Regions from separate parts of the Mus musculus genome. Here region 2 is linked to region 1. Evidence: chromatin contacts called from public HiChIP or PLAC-seq data. All regions are on one chromosome and are shown on one strand. The core of a region is the stretch at or near the end of the contact, and the rest is flanking DNA. Distances in the headings are between cores, read along the strand shown.

Evidence for each region. HiChIP or PLAC-seq counts read pairs in DNA pulled down with a chosen protein or histone mark.
Region 2: an H3K27ac HiChIP or PLAC-seq map of embryonic stem cells shows a contact between it and region 1, with 4 times the contacts expected there. The contact joins two enhancer-like sites. A contact is called at or near these places in 1 of 484 Hi-C or Micro-C datasets (gonadal supporting cells) and 2 of 115 datasets of contacts at active chromatin or transcription factors (both in embryonic stem cells).

What each region holds. Positions count from the first base shown.
Region 1 is chr17:88,077,857-88,083,762 of GRCm38.p6, reverse strand. The region is part of intron 1 of Gm45950 (a long non-coding RNA gene); the gene reads right to left. Among named protein-coding and RNA genes, the nearest start is that of Gm45950, 15 kb to the right of the region's middle. Within about 2 kb of position 3,787, at least 9 of the 459 cell types and tissues checked have an H3K27ac peak or open chromatin away from gene starts, as enhancers often do. A contact at or near this core is called in embryonic stem cells, where this site is marked.
Region 2 is chr17:88,609,153-88,614,923 of GRCm38.p6, reverse strand. Gm31704 (predicted gene, 31704) reads left to right here. Exons shown (of 3, transcript NR_166677.1): 3 at 1-1,775. It also overlaps a transcript of Ston1 not described here. Among named protein-coding and RNA genes, the nearest start is that of Gm31704, 13 kb to the left of the region's middle. Within about 2 kb of position 1,618, at least 51 of the 459 cell types and tissues checked have an H3K27ac peak or open chromatin away from gene starts, as enhancers often do. A contact at or near this core is called in embryonic stem cells, where this site is marked.

The sequences.
Region 1 (5,906 bases), core at 2,538-5,037:
CTTTTCTTATTTTTTCTTTTTTGAGGCAGGATTTCTCTCTGTAGCCTTAGCTTTCCTAGAATTCACTCTGTAGACCAGGCTGGCCTTGAACTCAGAAATTTGCCTGCCTCTGCCTCCTGAGTGCTGTGATTAAAGGCACACTTCATGACGCCCTGGCTGCTGCCTTTTTGTTTTGTTTTGTTTTGTTTTTATCTCTGTGCCCACCCCTCCTTTCAATAATCTATATGAATTTTCAAAAGGAGCCTTGGAGAACAAGAGCTGTGTCACACTGAATCACACAAAGTAGGCAGCAGTAGGGTGACAGAAAAAATTGGCTTCAGTCATGGGGAGGGAGATTTGAGGAAAGGAAAATGCAGGCCCTTCAAGCCAATAGCCTTTGAATACCTGAGGACACAGAGAAATTAATTTTCTGTTGATATAAAGTATACAGTTCTGGGCTGGAGAGATGGCTTAGTGGTTAAGAGTACTGACTGCTCTTTCAAAGGTCCTGAGTTCAAATCCCAGCAACCACATGGTGACTTACAACCATCTGAAATGAGATCTGACGCCCTTTTCTGGTGTGTCTGAAGATAGCTACAGTGTACTTGGTCATAATAATAGATAAATCTCTTTTTAAAAAGTATACAGTTCTTTTTAGTTAAAATAAGTTCTTACACACACTGAATATAGTAATATTGTCACTGCTTTGGAATAATCTTTCATTTCACACTTTTTCTATCTCTGGAACAGCAAGAGTTACTCACCAAGCAGGAAGGTCACTCACAGTAGCAAAGTCTTACTCAAAATGGATTTACAAGGGCTGAAGAGATGATTCTGTGTTAAGAGCACTAGTTGCTCTTGTGGAGGACCCAGGTTTGATTCCCAGAATCCCCATGGCTGCTTACAACCAGTAAGCAGGTTCCAAGAAACTGTATCCCCTCTTCTGACATCTGCAGGTGCCAGGCATGTGCATGGTGCGTAAACAGACACGCAAGTAAAACACCCACCCACATATGTTTTGCTAGTTTTCATGTCTTAAAAACAGTTCTAACTTTTTCAAAGTGCTTTCTCAATTTTTCTTTGGGGAATTTGTGAGCTAGGATAACCTCTTGTAAAACATTTCAAACGCAGAAAATAACCTGTACATACCTGCAATCCCAGCACCAGGAATTGGGAACAGGAAAATCAGGAGTTCAAGGCCAGTCTAGACTATATAAGACCCTGTCCCAAAAGATAGATAGATGGAGCCAGAAAAACACTCAGCCAGTGTATTGGACACTGATCTATTGCTATGAAGAGTTACCATAACCAAGGCAACTCATAAGAAAGAAAGCATTTAATTGGGTACTTGCTTGCAGGCTGGGAGGTTTAGTCCTTTCTCACTGGGGAACATGAAGGGCAGGCATTAAGGCAGTAGCTGAGAGTTACATCCAGAGAGAGAGAGAGAGTTGGTGGGGGGAGAGGGAGAGAGAGGGGGGGGATTCTGGGGACTGGTTTGGGTCTTTGAATCATCAAAGCCCACCCCCAGTGACAAACTTCCTCCAACGAGGCCACACCTCCTAAATGCTTATAATCCTATTAAAGAGTTCCATCAACTAAGCAGTCAACTATATGAGCACATGGAGAGGGTGGGGAGGGAGCGGCCCGTCTTATTCAAACTACCACAGCCAGTAAAGTTTTTGACTTGCAAAATGACAGCCTAAATTCAATCTCCTCAACACAGAGTAGACAGGGAAAGGCAAATTCCAAAAGTATTCCTCAACTTCACACACACACACACACACACACACACACACACACCCCGCAAATATAAATACATTAAACAAATAAATAAAATGCAAAAAGGGATGGCAGACAATAGGCTGCCTCTCCACTATAACTCTTTGAAATTTGCAGTAAAGTTCCAAATCCAGATCCTGCCGTCATCTTTTCTTCCATCTGCTTCCCGAGGGAGAGAGCATACACTCCCAGAGAGAACCGCTGCACCATTTTATTTGTGCTAGCTGACAAATGCCTGAGTTTAGACTGAATCTTCCAGTCAGTCTCCTACTCTGAAACAAAACCTTGAGACTCTTATCAGATATGCCAGAAGAGACCGAAGATAAGGCCAAGATTCAAGGGGAGTGTCCCCAATGGCCACGCCTAATTTAAGTTTTCCCCATACAGGAGTGACACTGCCTAGCCAGAGTCATGACTGGAAGCAGGGAGGGGAGAAGAGGAAGCCATTTTATATCATCAGGTCCTATCTCTATATTTTCTTACTCTTTGAGCATGACTCGCGCTCTCTCTCTCTCTCTCTCTCTCTCTCTCTCTCTCTCTCTGTGTGTGTGTGTGTGTGTGTGTATGTATGTATGTATACCAGCTTGTTGTTCCTAATGGCAGGAAATAAACGCACCAACATTAAGCCTGCAGAAAATAAGAGATGCCTTTCAATATCCTACTCCCTCTGTCGAAGAAATTGTCCCCAATGTCTCTGATCAGGTGTGTTGCTAGCTTTTGTCAACTTGATACATTCTAGAGTATTCTGGGAAGAGGACACCCGAATTAAAAAGATTCCTACATCTGATTAGCTGGGGGAAAAAAAAAAGGCCTGGGGGTAATTTTCTTGTGAGAGGGTCTAGCCCAATGTGAGTGGTGCCAACCCAGGCAGGTGGTCCTGAGCTGTGTAAGAAAGCAGCCTGAGCATGCCGTGGGAGGAAGCCTGAAGCCGCATTCCACCATGGCCTCTGCTTCAGTTCCTGCCTTGGGTTCCTGTCCAGCCTTCCCTCAGTCCAGGTGGAAGATCCCGTGAGAGCACAGAGGAAGGGCTGAGGCTTGGATGAGCGATTCGTGCTTGGTGAGCTCTGGCAGAGATGTTGAGAGTTCACATCCACCTCTCTGGCCTCCATTATTTTTAACCACTGAGTTTGACCAACTCCTTGTCACGGAGAATTGTCCAACTAAGAAAGATTAACAGCCCTCTGGATTATAACTATTGGTTCTCACTGTAACTTCCCAGGACCAAAGATCTACGCAGTTAAGCTGGCCCTCTGAAGATAGTCTATAATGGATCATTATAGATCCAAACACATCGTTAATCAACTTAACCTCAAGGCACTCTGGGACAAAACTCTGTTTTCTGAGTCTATTTTCCATTTGAAATTACATCTAGTCATAGTGTTCAAAATCGGTCAGCAGAGAAAAATACTTTCAAAAGTCCAAATAAAACAACGACAACAACAATAAAAAAAAAATGGTGAAGACAGCCTTTCCCATTGGTAAATTCCCAGGAAAATTCAATCCAAAATGGAAATTCCTCTTGCTGTTGTAAGTTGAACTCTGAGGGCTCGATGCTAAATCTCCTTGCTTGTTTAATCGCAGAATGCTGTTCTAGAACCCATATAAGAAATGTGTATTGTTACCCATCAAAGGCAACCTTAGCATTCCGTGGGGGAAGGGATTAACGCAGGCAACATAAGATGAAGCCAACTATCTCCTTCCTCCCTAGCAGGATGCCTATCAGAACATGACCCGGCTCTAATCTGTGATTTTTAAATTCAGTTTGCATTTCTTCTCGTGGGGTTAACTGGGATGCTGAGTTTTCAGTCTCCACCTAGCTGACTTCCTGTGTGAGCTACTTTTCTCACTGTGACAAACTAACTGCCAGACGAAAGCAACCTGGGGAAGACTTCATTTTTGACTTACGGTTTATAAAGCTCATGCTGGCTAGTTTTACATCAACTTGAACACAACAGGGCCTCACAGAGGGGAGGAGCCTCTGAGAAAACGCTTTGTAAGATCAAGCTGTAGGCGAGCCTGTAGGGCATTCATTAATTACTGATCGAAGTGGGCGGGCCCAGCTCGTTGTGGGTGGGGCCATCCCTGGGCTGGTGTCCTGGGTTCTATAAGAAAGCAGGCTGAGCAAGGTTTGAAGAGCAAGCCCCTAAGCAGCACCCTCTGTGGCCTCTGCATCAGCTCCGGCCTCAGTTCTTACCCTATTTGAGTTCCTGTTCTGACTTCTCTCAATAATAAATAGCAATATGCAAGTATAAATCAATGGGACCCTTTCCTTCCCGAGTTGCTCTTGAACACCGTGTTCATCCACATCAACAGAAACCTTAACTGAGACAGGGAAACAGCCAAGCAGCCAGTGGAGGCACGCGAGGTGGAAGGAACACCAAATCACATTGCTCACTGCAGTCTGCAGGCAGGAACAGAAAAGGAACAGAGAGGCAGCGTTATAAAAACTCTGAGCCCAGGCGGGGCGTGGTGGCGCACGCCTTTAATCCCAGCACTTGGGAGGCAGAGGCAGGCAGATTTCTGAGTTCGAGGCCAACCTGGTCTACAAAGTGAGGTCCAGGACAGCCAGGGCTACTTACACAGAGAAACCCTGTCTCGAAAAACCAAAAAAAAAAAAAAAAAAAAAAAAAAAAAAAAAAAAAAAACTCTGAGTCCAAACCCATTAATCCATTTCCTATATTCCTATAAAGGGGGCTCCATCTCCTAACAGTTCCATAGCCTTCCAAAACAGCACCACTACTTGAGAAACAAATGCTTAGGCACCTGAGCCTGAGAGATACATTCCCCTCCCCTCCCCCACCCGCTTAAGCCATCTCATAATACAAACGCATTTGTTCCCATGTTTAAGTTCCTGCATAATCTTTTTAAAATTTTAATTATGTTTTAATTTATTTCTTTATTGTAGTATATGAGAGAGAGAGAGAGAGAGAACGAGAGAGAGAGAGAGAGAGAGAGAACAGATAAAGTCAGAGAGGGTTTGTAGAAGTCAATTTTTCTCCTTGTGTCATGTGAGTCCTGAATACTCAGCTTTAAGGCCATCTCTCTGGTGCCATGCCTCCGAACAGCCCCAACACTTCAGCAATCCAAAATCCAAGTCTCTTCGGACATTCAAGGTACTCTCTTAGCTGTGCGCCCCTTTCAAACAAAACAAAGAAAAAGCTACAAACTTTTATTTATTTTATTTTATTTTATTTTTGGTTTTTTGAGACAGGGTTTCTCTGTATAGCCCTGGCTGTCCTGGAACTCACTCTGTAGACCAGGCTGGCCTCGAACTCAGAGATCCGCTTGCCTCTACCTCCTGAGTGCTGGGATCAAAGGTGTGCGCCACCACGCCCGGCACAAACTTTTAATACACGTGGCACCGGTACAATCATTTCCATTCTGAGAGGGAGGAACAGGGACATAGCAAGTTAAGATCAGAGCAAAGGAAGACTGAAATCAAGCAAGGAAAACACAAACCCTGTGGCTCTGTGTCTGAGCCTAACATGGAATCGCCAGGGCCCCAGTGGCTCTTGACACCCCCACCCCTCCAGATCTGCTGCCTTCTGCAGATGTCCCACAGTCCTGGCATCTCCAGCATCCTAGGACCACAATGAAAGTTAGATGTCACCTTCCCAGCTCTATGTACTGGCCTGTCGGGACCTTTCAGAGAATTTAAAGCCTGCATTGTGTGTACTGCCTGGCCTTACTGGCTTTCTGAAATATTGGCATGAGTCTCCATGACCCCTCACTTGTGCATACTTAATGCATGAAAACCAGAACCATGTCAATGACGGGCTGAGCTCTGCTGCCAGCTTGAGATGCAGTATAACACACACACACACATGCCCCTGGGCCCAGCTACAGCGGCTGCTCTGTACCTTGGTGGCTGAATCCAAGCAAACACATCCATAGTTGGTCTCTTTGGACTAGGGAATCCTTTCAGCAGTATTCTCAGATCAACTCCCCTTTTCATGTATACTTGTATTTCTTTTTTGTTTTGTTTTGGTTTTTGGTTTTTCGAGACAGGGTTTCTCTGTATCGCCCTGACTGTCCTGAAACTCACTCTATAGACCAGGCTGGCCTCAAACTCAGAAATCTGCCTGCTTCTGCCTCCCAAGTGCCGGGATTAAAGGCATGTGCCACTGCTGCCCAACTATGCTTGTATT
Region 2 (5,771 bases), core at 369-2,868, 530 kb before region 1:
GAAGTCCAAGGGCTAGCAAGCCTAGCTCATGCTTGTTTGGACCATGTCTCAAACAAGGTGGAAGGCAAGGACCAACCCCAAAAGGTCTTATCCCCAAACAGGTAACCCATGTGCTGTACAAATATGCACACACACACACATACACACACACACACACACACACACACAGAGAGAGAGAGAGAGAGAGAGAGAGAGAGAGAGAGAGAGAGTTAATTAATGCCAGCATCCATTCCCAGAACTGTATCTTTCTTAACCAAAATTTTACACCAACAAAACTGTAAAATGACAGACTCTCAACCTTTAAAGATGGAGGCGGGGGTGGGGGGTGGGAGTCATACAGCACGAGTGTGTCCTTGGACATCTGAAGTGCTGCTGCTGCTGCTGCTGCTGCTGCAAAGGCTCAAAGTCTGAATCTCTAAGGGCCTGGGAGTGGTTCCCAATGATCACACATAGAAAAGCTTTCCTGCCGTGTGAATACAGTGCTGTTAGCAAACAGAGTGTGCTGTCCAGGCCAGGGGCTGAGCCAGGAAGTTGAGAAACTGTGTCCTGGCCCAGTTGGTCTGCCAGGAAAGTAAGTGTGCCACTTAGCCACTATCAGGGCTTCTTTTTTCATGTGCATAATGAAGCTTGCAAGCCACCTACATCCCAAGCTGTAAAGGCAGTGAACTTGAGGAAAGAAAAAAAAAAAAAAAAAAGACAGGATACATAGAAATGTGGTAATATTTAGCATGGAGAGGAGAGAAAGGGAAGAGGACAAAGAAAAAATAAAAGGAAAAAGGAAGAAAGAGGGAAAGGGAGGGAAGGAGGAAGGAAGGAAGGAAGGAAGGAAGGAAGGAAGGAAGGAAGGAAGGAAGGAAGGAAGGAAGGAAGGAATGCTGCAGGCATTTGAAGTGAGGTGTGTAGCTTTGAGAAAGCTAAGAAAGATAATGGGGCAGTGCAGATCCTACAACAGCCTCTCCAAGCCTGAGCGAGGGTCTAGGTTAGACCTTCATCCAGCAGAGGAAAGCAGAAGGGAGACAGCTCGGCTCAGAGAAGGAAGCCTCACTCATTGCAGTATGAAGTGTTGGGATGTATATCACACCACAAATGGCTGGTGCGTCCCTACCATCTACCTCACTAAAGGAAGAGGTATGAGATCTGAGAGTCTAGGGGAGGGTCTCCTAGAATTAATTTTTTTTAAAGCCTTAACTTAGTCCAATTCTGGAGTCTCTCCCCTCCCTCATTCTCTCCCCGCCCCGTGTGTGTGTGTGTGTGTGTGTGTGTGTGTGTGTGTGTGTGTGTGTGTGTGTGTGCAGCACGTGTGGAAGTCAGAAGGCATCTTATGTGCACGTGGGTATGGAGGTCAGAGGTGAATTTTAGAATCACTCCTCAGGCGTGGCCCACCTCTGGAGATTTGAATGAGAAACAACCCTCATTTGAACTCGTGGTCCCTAGTTGGTGGCTCAGTCTGAGGAGGTGGTACAGCCTTGCTGAAAGAAGTAGGTCTGTAAGGGGCAAGTCTTCCTTCACTTCCAAGTTCCCTCTTTTCTGCTTCAAGTCAGTGGTTGACTTAGCTTTCTGCTCTTACTGCCACGCCTCCCTCCTGCTGCCACGCCTCCCTCCTGCTGCCACGCCTCCCTCCTGCTGCCATGCCTCCCTCCTGATGGCACCCTCCCTCCTGCTGCCACGCCTCCCTCCTGATGGCACCCTCCCTCCTCATGCCATGCCTCCCCTACCATTAGGGACTCTCATCCCTCTAAAACCAAAATAAGCTCAAATAAACTCTGTCTTCCTCACATTGCCTTTGGTTGCTATGTTTTGGTTTGGTTGTGAGGAGTGACTGTTCTACACCTTGTTTATTAAAGCAGAATCTCTCACGGAGAATCGGAGCTCATCAGTTAGGTAAGTCTGGTCGCAGCAGGTTCCTGTCTGCGTTCTTGATGTTGGGATTAAAGACACAGCCACCTTGCCTGGCTAGGAATATTGATACTAGGGAATTAGCCTGAAACTGTATAGAATCTTCCATGGATAGAGACCTCGTTGTTTTGTAAGTTCATTTCATTCTCAGTTAGGCAGGATTAAACTCTTATCTCTTATATTAACCCTATTGTATGTAGTCTCCAGGGTCCGTTTGTGTTGTGTTTAACAGCCTTCCTTCACCCACCTTTCAGCTAAGCCAAAGCTGCTGACAACCTGCACTGGATCTGCCCACAGCTCAACCAACCAGGATGAGTCTTCATCGTGTCCCTGGAAGCACCTCGCCCAGCCCCCTCCACCCTCCTTCCATCAGTGGATAGCCTTAACCACATACTGCCATAGGCACTGACCACTGCTTCTGCTTTGCCCGGCCATCTCATACCTGTGAGCTCTATGCTCACTTCACAACCATTGGCCTCTTGCCCCATTACAGTCAAAAGCTGAGGAACTGCCATGAATCTGCCCATGATCAAGCCAACACTGGACAGTCCCGAGTCCATTCCACATGAACAGAAGTCAAGCTATTGTTGTTGTTTTTTTAAATAAGGAGATAACCAGAATATTCAGCAAGCATTGCATACTGTGTTTTCTCAGATTTCACTTGACAAATGGAATGAGAGAGGCCCAGAGATAGAAAGTGTTAATCTCAGGATAATACACATGAAAAGATGAATGTGAACTCTAACTATATGATATGCTTTCCATATTCTTCCTGTTGCAGTTAAGTGGGAACAAAGCTATGGTGTGCCTGTCTTCTGAGTATGATTGGGACAAATTTTTCTCTACTTTGCATGTTCATGCATTCTGTCCATTTTTATTTAAACAGTAACCCACTGAGACATAGATAGGTGTTTAGAAAGAGTTTAAGGTTTGAAGAAATCTTCCTCTAAGAATCTAGGTCTTGGGGAATGTGACTGTGAACATGCAATGTGTGTGTGTGTGTGTGTGTGTGTGTGTATGGCATGCACACACATGCATGCTAATTATCTTGTGCATGAACACATTCTACAATGGTTATTCAGCACTTATAAAACAATACTGAAGGAAAAGCCATTACAGTTTACTAACTACACCAGAGAATTCTCTGTATGGTAAGGACAACCTTCAAATGCTTGCCAATGGTCTGGCAGAGTTCCTGTGTGCCTAGGTCTCACTGGTCCCAGTTACTCCCCCTTATTTTTCATCCAGAATGAGTGAGATCTTTCTGCACTGGTGCTTAAGTACGGATGTGTGTGTGTGTGTGTGTGTGTGTGTGTGTGTGTGTGTGTGTGTAAGTATGTAAGTTGATGCAACAGATTGCTGGGCCCAACAAATAAGTACACAATGAATGTGTGTGTATCAATATGTATGTGAATGTTTGTGTATAAAATGTGTGTGAATGTATGAATATGTGTGTGTGACTGTATTATGAACGTGTGTATCAATGTGTGTGTATATCTTTCTGAATCGGTTGCTTCAGGGAGGACCCAACCTGGAGCTAAGCTCCCAGAAGTTTAGGAAACTCTATCCTTGGAGGATGCATACAATACAGAGCCTCTCTAGTTGCCTCTGTGGGAGTTGGGGAAATATTCCTCCCCAGTCAGACAGACAAGCTGACACAGAAGCTGGAGCACAAGGTGAGCACATGTGAGAAGTTAAATAAAAACATCTGGCAGAAGAGGGGAGTATGCCTCAAGGAGGAGGCAGATCCTGACAAGCACGGGCAGCAGAAGTTGGCCCAACCTTAAGTGCTCCTCCATACAGCTCACATTCAAAGATGACTGACTAAGAGGATGATGTCACAAAGTCCCTTCTCACTGGAGGGAAGTGACAATCTCAGCAAGTCTGTGCCTTCTTGGAGGACAGGTCTCTGTCATCTGATTCTCAGCAATGCTCTGACTTACGGTTAAGAGCATCTCTCATTCCAAAGGCAAACAGAGAAGCAGTGGATCTGGGTAGAGAGGAGGTGGTGGGGACTGGGAGGAGGGGAGGAAGGAGAGGTAGTGGTCAGGATGCATTGCATGGGAGAAGAATAAATTAAAAAAAAAAACAATTAGGAGCACCTGACCAAATGGCCACCTGCCCATGACTGGACACCATCACACCTAGCAGAGTCACTGCTTAAAGCCACAAATGAACAACAGGCCTGAAGCTGCACATTGCAGAGGGGCAGAGATGGGTCTGCATATAAAGATTTACAGATTAGAGCACTTCTCTGTATCAATGCTACAATGAGGTCTACATAAGCAAGGTTTGAACTGGGCACTGGTGGGATATTTCTATAATCCCAGCTCTGGAGAGGCAGAGGGAAGGATCAGCCTGGATGAGTAGCAAGGCCCTGTCTCAGAAAAAGGAGAACGGGGTGAGAAAAAAAGAGAAGAGAAAAGAAAAATAAAACAAGACTTGTAACTTCACTTTTCATTTTTCTAACTTTCCAAGTTGACTTTGGATATGGTTTGTGGTGAATTAGGGGCGGGGAAGCATCAGAGGGATAAGCGGTGGCCAGTGTGCCAGCCTTGGAGATCCCTGGGTTGTTAGATTCCCAGAGCTGTTTCCACAAAGCCCTTGGCTTACTTAGCTCCATAGTAGAAAGGCTATTTTTAATGCATAAGCCACAGAAATTGAAAAAGAAATGTATCTATAAATCCAATCGCATTTTGTTTTCATAATGATTTCTTCCTCTACTTAAGAACACACATAGTTATCGTCTTCTCTGTATCTTCTTTTAATATTATATTTATGTATTTGTGTGCTGACGGTGGGGTTGTACCTCAGTGGTCAGAGGACAACTTGTAGAAGTTGGTTCTCCCCTTCTGCTACATGGGTTCCAAGGACTGAATTCAGTCCAAAGTCAGCTTGGTGGTAAGTAAGACTCTTGCAACAGTCAGCATCGTCTGAGCCAAATACAGATGCCAGAGGACCCAAATAAGTGATGCTTATAACACAGGCATATTTTCAGCCCTGAGAGTTTCTCAAGGAATAGGTAGCCGAGTTCTTCTTCCTCCTTCTCCTCCTCCTCCTCCTCTTCTGGCCATGTCTTCCTTCATGCATACCCTACCCCTCCTCCTCTCCCAGGACTCTGTCCCTTCATGGCCCTATCACAAAAATAGCAGCTAGGAGACTAGTGCATTTAAAACATTAGCATGAATAACAAAGTTAAGGGTTTGTTTCCTTAGAAGACAAACGCACAGACAGATAAAGCAAAGAAGTGATTCCGTTTACAAGGACGGAATCTTCTGGTGACCACAATCGCCCTGGAGAAAAGCCCACCAGTTAAATGGTCCCATCGAAATCTTAAGAAACTCATCTAAGAGCATTCTCAATTGATTACTCTTTGGGGGCGTGACCATGGCCTCTCTGATTACACCCTCAGGAAGCACAGCCCCCGGTTGAGAGCATCTCCACAGAGGGAACAAAGGGAGGCATCTGCCGTTTGTGGATCTGAACATACGCCCAGTACGTAACATACGCCCAGTACGTAACATTTCCCGTCTTGTTATTTGGATTCCGATAAACTTATTGGGGTAGGCTTTCTTTTTACTGTTCTTTACAGAGGAAGCCGAAAAGATGTTAAATGATTTGCCCAACGATGCTCGTCTAGTTGGTGGCAAAGCTTGCTTTGTAGTCGAGTTCTGCTTAACTCCAAAGTCTACTTGTCTTCCCTTGTGACTTAGACCTGAAGTGGAGGTGGAGAAGACAGAGGACTGCTGCAAATCTGATTCCTTTAAGATTAAGAAGGGGGTGGGGTGGTGAGACGGTTTGACAGTTAAGAACAGGTACTGCTCTCACAAAGGATTCACACTTGTTGCCTACCCCCCATATGGTGGCTCACAACT